Linked DNA regions of Mus musculus: region 1 is linked to region 2. Evidence: chromatin contacts called from public HiChIP or PLAC-seq data. All regions are on one chromosome and are shown on one strand. The core of a region is the stretch at or near the end of the contact, and the rest is flanking DNA. Distances in the headings are between cores, read along the strand shown. Region 1 has its middle 18 kb from the start of Gm52252. Region 2 has its middle 11 kb from the start of Gm1968.

Region 1 (2,810 bases), core at 302-2,801, 510 kb after region 2:
GGTGCTGGGACTTGAACTCAGGTCCTCTGGAAGAGCAATATATGCTCTCAATGGCTGAGCCCTCTCTCCAACCCCATCACTGAAGTTTTTTTTTTAGGAAAATGACATTGACAATTTGCTACGAGATCCCTCTGGTGGCAACAGGGTGGACTGGAGCTGGACAGGAAGACTGGAGATCCGTTAGACTGTGGCTGAGGCAAAGGCTCATGGGTAGCGGAAGCACCACGTGCCTCTGAGCTTCGCTTCGCTAGTGTGGTCTGCAGAGCTGCAGCCTGGGTGACACCTTGAGTGTGTCAGAGACACAGACGCTCGTGTGTATGTGTGAGCCTCACCCTGACTCCTGTAAGAAGACAGGAGATTCTCAGTAAGTGCTTTAAAACCTGGCCCACGTTGGTATGGCTCCCTGGGCTTGTCATTTGTTCCTAATCATGGATCCTTCTAAGAATCAGAGGAAAGGCAAATGTGCATATGTGTACATAGTAAAATTGGAGAGGATCTATAGAACAGCATCAGGGTTTTCTCTTCTCACGACTGGGTCTGAAGAAATCTCTAACTCTTCGCAGTTTAGATGGGGGAGGGAGGGTAAGGAGTTGGTGCTTCAAAAAATTTTAGGCCTGAAATACAGGTTGTTGTTTTAGGTGTCTGTAGAGAGCCCAGGCAAGGCTCCATCACACGCAGCCTTTGCTGTGAGGGGGGCAGACTCTGTTCCCATACTGCCCTCAACCCCGGCATTGTTCTCCAAACCTCTGGTGATCTGAGCAGATACCCTAGAGAGACAAAACGGGGCCCACCCTGGCTTCCTTGGGCAGGACAGGGCCTGGCTGTATGTTTTTCTTTAGTTTCAGAAAAGCCAAAATTAGCCTCTCTGTTGTTTCTTTTCTCAGGAGCCTCTAAATTGTATCTCAGGAAAGGATTATTGTGCTCTGGGGACCCTATCTTATCGTGGGGTGTGGCGGTGGCAGGGGGTGGGAGTGGGGGATGGGTAAGAGGGAAATGGTCTTTGACAAATTGGTTCACTTTGGACAATCACATGACTTCCCACCACATCATGCCCACCCCAGCTTCGGTAAGGCTATTGTGTCAATTCCCAAATATTCAGCCAAGTGGGAGGCCTAAGAAAGTCCGGGAGAAACGAGATCTAAAACACAACCATGTGGATGAAGCCCTTTGCTTTCTCTGTCAGGGGTGACACCAGGGAGGCCCTGGCTCTGGGACTTGTACACTGGCTTGAAGGACTGCACACACAGCTGTGGCAAGCCAACTGTTAGGGGCAGTCACCACCTCCTCTTGAGAAGAACAGTTCTGTCTGAGGTGTGGGCTCTGGAGGCTGGAGCATTGGAGCCAAGTGTGTGTCTCAACATAGGCTGGGGTCCCTTGCTGACCCCTTCTGAGGAGATATGAAACTATTCTCGTGGCAAAAACTGCTCAGAAGACAAAACTCACGTGTGGTCAGCCAGGGAACAAAATGTGAGCTGTTTCACACAAAGAATTTAAGGCACGGCCAGGCGTTTGTTTGCCCTTACGCAATCTTCAAAGACTCCTGGGTCTGGTGAGAGCGAGCGAGCGAGCGAGCGCGAGCGTGAGTTCCCACTGACCTCACTCAGCCTTGCTCAGCTTGGGGACATTGGAGGGGGGGCGCGGACAAGGCTGGGGATGGGCAGCCACACGTGAGAACGAGCGTTATCGACGGGGAACACTTTTTCCTCGTGCTCATTCGGTCATCTGTCTGATATGTCTGTGGGTGGAGGTGGGCAGGAGGGAAGGGAGTGTCCAGAAAAGAGCCATGAGGTCATCGGTGCACCGGGCTTCCCTCGCTGACCAATTGTCTTCCTGACGTGGATTCCCAGGGGCTGTACCTCCGCTCCCACACTTGCTAGGATTCCCGATTTGGATCTACACATTTTCTTCCATCTCAAACTATGACCCGACAGCCAGACAGGCAATATATTGTTTGTCAAGACATCTGAGATTTATCTGAAAGCTGCAGCTTGTTTTCAGCTTTGCCGACAGCTTGGATGCATTGGACCCTATCTGAGAGCTATTCCTGCTGCATAACCCCCTAGCTAGGCACCACCATATAGGCAGCCCTCCACCTCCTTGCCCAAGCCCTATCTACTGTTCTGTGACATCTTACTAGGATTTGGGGTTCCTCCCCATCCCCCCCCGCCCCATATCACTGAATCAGTATTACTAGTGAGACGCCTAGACCTTGAGAATCTGTTGTGAGCATGACACCTTCAGAGAGTCTGCAGTGTGTGTGTGTGTGTGTGTGTGTGTGTGTGTGTGTGTGTGTAGGTAGGTAATATGAAAACTGACTTAGCTCCAGTCTTTGGTTCATGAATAGTTCCACTGTGGACTACAGTGTAGAAGTGTGCAGCCGCAAATGAGTTAAGTACCCAACCTCCCTTCTCTACAGACATCCTTCAATAACCAATGAGGCTCAACCCTCCTGACACACTGGTCCTTTTTCCTGGCTGCATAGAGGAATTTGCTGGGTTTTGAACAACAGCCCATCATGTGGTTTCCAGGCAGAGATTAGGCATGTGGGAGATTTTCTCCTACCTTACAGAAAGAAGCAAGCACCTGCCCTGGAGTCCCAGATATCGGCTTCCTCAGGAGTACAGGTGTTGGTAGTCTTAAAGGGGTACCCCCTTTGAACAGTAGTTTTCAGCCCATGTGTCTTGACTTCTGGAGGAGGGGGTGTCAGACAACCAACCCTTTCACAGGGGTTGCCTAAAACCACTGGAAAACACGATTCATAACGGTAGCAAAATTACAGTTATGAAGTAACAAGGGAAATAATTTTATGC
Region 2 (2,713 bases), core at 112-2,611:
CTGACTGGTGCCTTATTGTATGCATCATTGTAGGTGGCTTCACACCTATTCTGTTCTTCAGTGAGCAGTGCTGATTTTTCAGGAAGATCATTTTATGTTATTTCTACACATGAGGCAACAGGCACTTTATTAACCTGAAAAGAGTTTGGCTTCCTGTCTTGCCAGCATGACTACTCTTTAGACACTGGGAAGAGACACTGCCAGACAGAGGTTGCTACATGAAAGGGTCAATGGCCTGAACCACAGTAGCCCTGGCTTTGTGCTCAGAGGCAGTTCTCGGGTCACATGCACAGCTGGATAGCTTCATTTCACTTAGCTAAAGAGACTGAGACAAGAGACTGGGCAAGCTGAAATATATCATAATTGAGGATCAAAATTCCAAAGAGTATGGAGAAAAACAGGGAAGAACTCTGCTAAAGTGTTCTTAAAGTGAAACCAAGTGTAACTTCACAAAACCAGGCAGAAGAAAGGAGAAGGGGAAGTGGATATTTGGAGGAGGAGAAGAAGTGAGCTGAGCAGCCCAGAGCTCTCACAAGGTGGGGGCATGATTGGGCCTTGCAGCCTAAGGCCAGAGTCCTTGGTGGTCCTTTGGGGAAACAGTGGAGAGACCAGAGTTGCCAGAAGGGAGTAAAATGTGAGACATCGCTTCAGTGGAAGCTATTCCAGACAACTGAAGAGCGAGCAAAGCCTCGATAACAGGACTCAAAGAGATCAACCGACTCCTATGTACATCTGATGCGGAGGAATGTGAAGCTTAGAGCTCTTTAAAGGGAGATATCAAAGTCGGAATTCTTCACATTAGAAAATCACAGTGCCTACTAAGATTATATATTACTAGAATCTTTTGTAGTGCCTACAAAAGTTTATTAGTCATATGAAGGAGCAGGAAAATGCTGACCCATGAATGATTAAGAGAAAAACCAACCAGAAGAAACAGACCTACAGATGATAGAGGTGAGATATAAATTTTTAAATAAGAGGGACAAAACCTGTCAGTAAAGAGTCTAGATTTAAACCCGGGTCTCCAGACACTTCATATAGCCCTCCTTCCTTTGCTAGTGTCCATCTGCCCTGTATACTTGTGAAAATGTATAGTTTTGCCACACGCCCCCTCCCCATACACCTTTCCTGTGCTACCACTGTGCATATGGGAAAGAACACCCAAGAAGCCTGCAGAAGCAGCTGCAGACCTGAAACCCATGCCAGCCATCTTAAAAATCTTAAACAGTGCTGTAACTGAGCTTTCTTGTACTTTGCCTTCCCCCACTGAAACTTACTGGAATTGTCAAGGGCCACGCCTTGGTGATATCTGTAGCCAGAGGGCCTCTGCTCCTTAGGGGTCATGGCTTCTGGGAGCATGGGCTAACTCATGTGTAAACTGTGAGAATGTGCACCAGGAAACCAAGCCTCCTGCTTCAGGTCCAAGCTGACTAAAGACTTATGCAAGGGTTGACGCTGAAGGCAACAAGGTACAAGCCCCACTCCCTTGCTGGGGCGGTGGTGGGAACAAGATGGGGTGGGGGCATGTTTTCATATGTGTGCTGCCTACAAGAGTGTCAGAGAGAATGGTGTAAGAAGTCTAGACCTAGGGTCACTTCCCAAGCTGGGGGCACAGTTTTCCTCTCTGCAATTCCCTAGGCACATTGTTACCAAAGCAAATATCAAAGCCCTGCAATTTGCTAATTATAGGCGGGATCCTGGGCTTGTGGGCCCAATTAACCACTTGTTCCTCATTTTCTGTGTGTGACCCGTCCTCTGCACCCACAATTAGCCACTTGTCTTTTAACTGCCTCATGAGCTGGCTGACTCACCTCTAATTCACTCCACCTATCACCTCCGGATGGCCTTTGGTGTCTCTCTGCCTTCCAGGTTACCCCACTCAGCTTCATGGGGTCTCATCACAGACAAGTGTCAGCTCTCCCAGGGGAGGGAACTAGGAGATTTCCTGCATTTACTCCTTGTCTCTGCTCTCTGTCTGTGAAGCCGGAAGCGGCTCCTGTTGGTCTGGGCATCTTGCTTGGCTCCCCAAGGATGCACAGGAGGCTGCGGCCTCACCACATCAGCCTCTGCTCCCAGACAGTCTCTATAGAAGAGGAAGGGAAACTATGGCTTCTCTGGAGCCCTCTGCTGCTAAGCTCCTGACCAATGTTTCCTCAAATCCCTGCTTGGTGCAGCCAGCTAGAGCTAAGTCCAGCAAGAGTCAATGCCAGGCCAGAAGCTGCCAGGATAGATCTCCAAAAAGTCACAAGTTGGAAGAAAACCATCATGACCTCCGCTTAGCAAACTCGTCAGCAAGCAGAGGGTCCCCACCCGACTTCAGATGGGTGATTAAGTCAATGACTCCCACTTTTCTTTCATATCACTGATACCTTAGAGACCCCGGGGAAAGTTCCAGAACTTCTCTTACAAGAAATGCTTAGGTTCATCCAGGCCTGAGGGGGTACCTCTGTAATCAATCTACAATCCTGGTTACTCTGGAGGCTGAGACAGGAAGATCACAAAAGCTTGCATGGGCTAGAGAGAGGATTCAAGGTCAATGTGAGCAACTTAGCAAGATCCTGGCTCAAAAATAACAGTGTAAAAAAAAAAAAGGACGGAAGATCCATTTTAGTGGTAGAGCACTTGCTAGGATGTGTGAGACCCTATATGCAACCCCAATACAGCAAGAAGAAGGGAGAGGGGGACGGTAAAAAGAGAGTCTTAAATTCATAAT

The links. HiChIP or PLAC-seq counts read pairs in DNA pulled down with a chosen protein or histone mark.
Region 1: a contact with region 2 is called in an H3K27ac HiChIP or PLAC-seq map of extraembryonic endoderm stem cells. The contact joins two enhancer-like sites. A contact is called at or near these places in 3 of 115 datasets of contacts at active chromatin or transcription factors (embryonic stem cells, extraembryonic endoderm stem cells and pancreatic cancer cells).

Annotation. Positions count from the first base shown.
Region 1 is chr16:30,501,055-30,503,864 of GRCm38.p6, forward strand. No RefSeq gene overlaps it. Among named protein-coding and RNA genes, the nearest start is that of Gm52252, 18 kb to the right of the region's middle. Within about 2 kb of position 1,552, at least 126 of the 459 cell types and tissues checked have an H3K27ac peak or open chromatin away from gene starts, as enhancers often do. A contact at or near this core is called in extraembryonic endoderm stem cells, where this site is marked.
Region 2 is chr16:29,989,255-29,991,967 of GRCm38.p6, forward strand. No RefSeq gene overlaps it. Among named protein-coding and RNA genes, the nearest start is that of Gm1968, 11 kb to the left of the region's middle. Within about 2 kb of position 1,362, at least 34 of the 459 cell types and tissues checked have an H3K27ac peak or open chromatin away from gene starts, as enhancers often do. A contact at or near this core is called in extraembryonic endoderm stem cells, where this site is marked.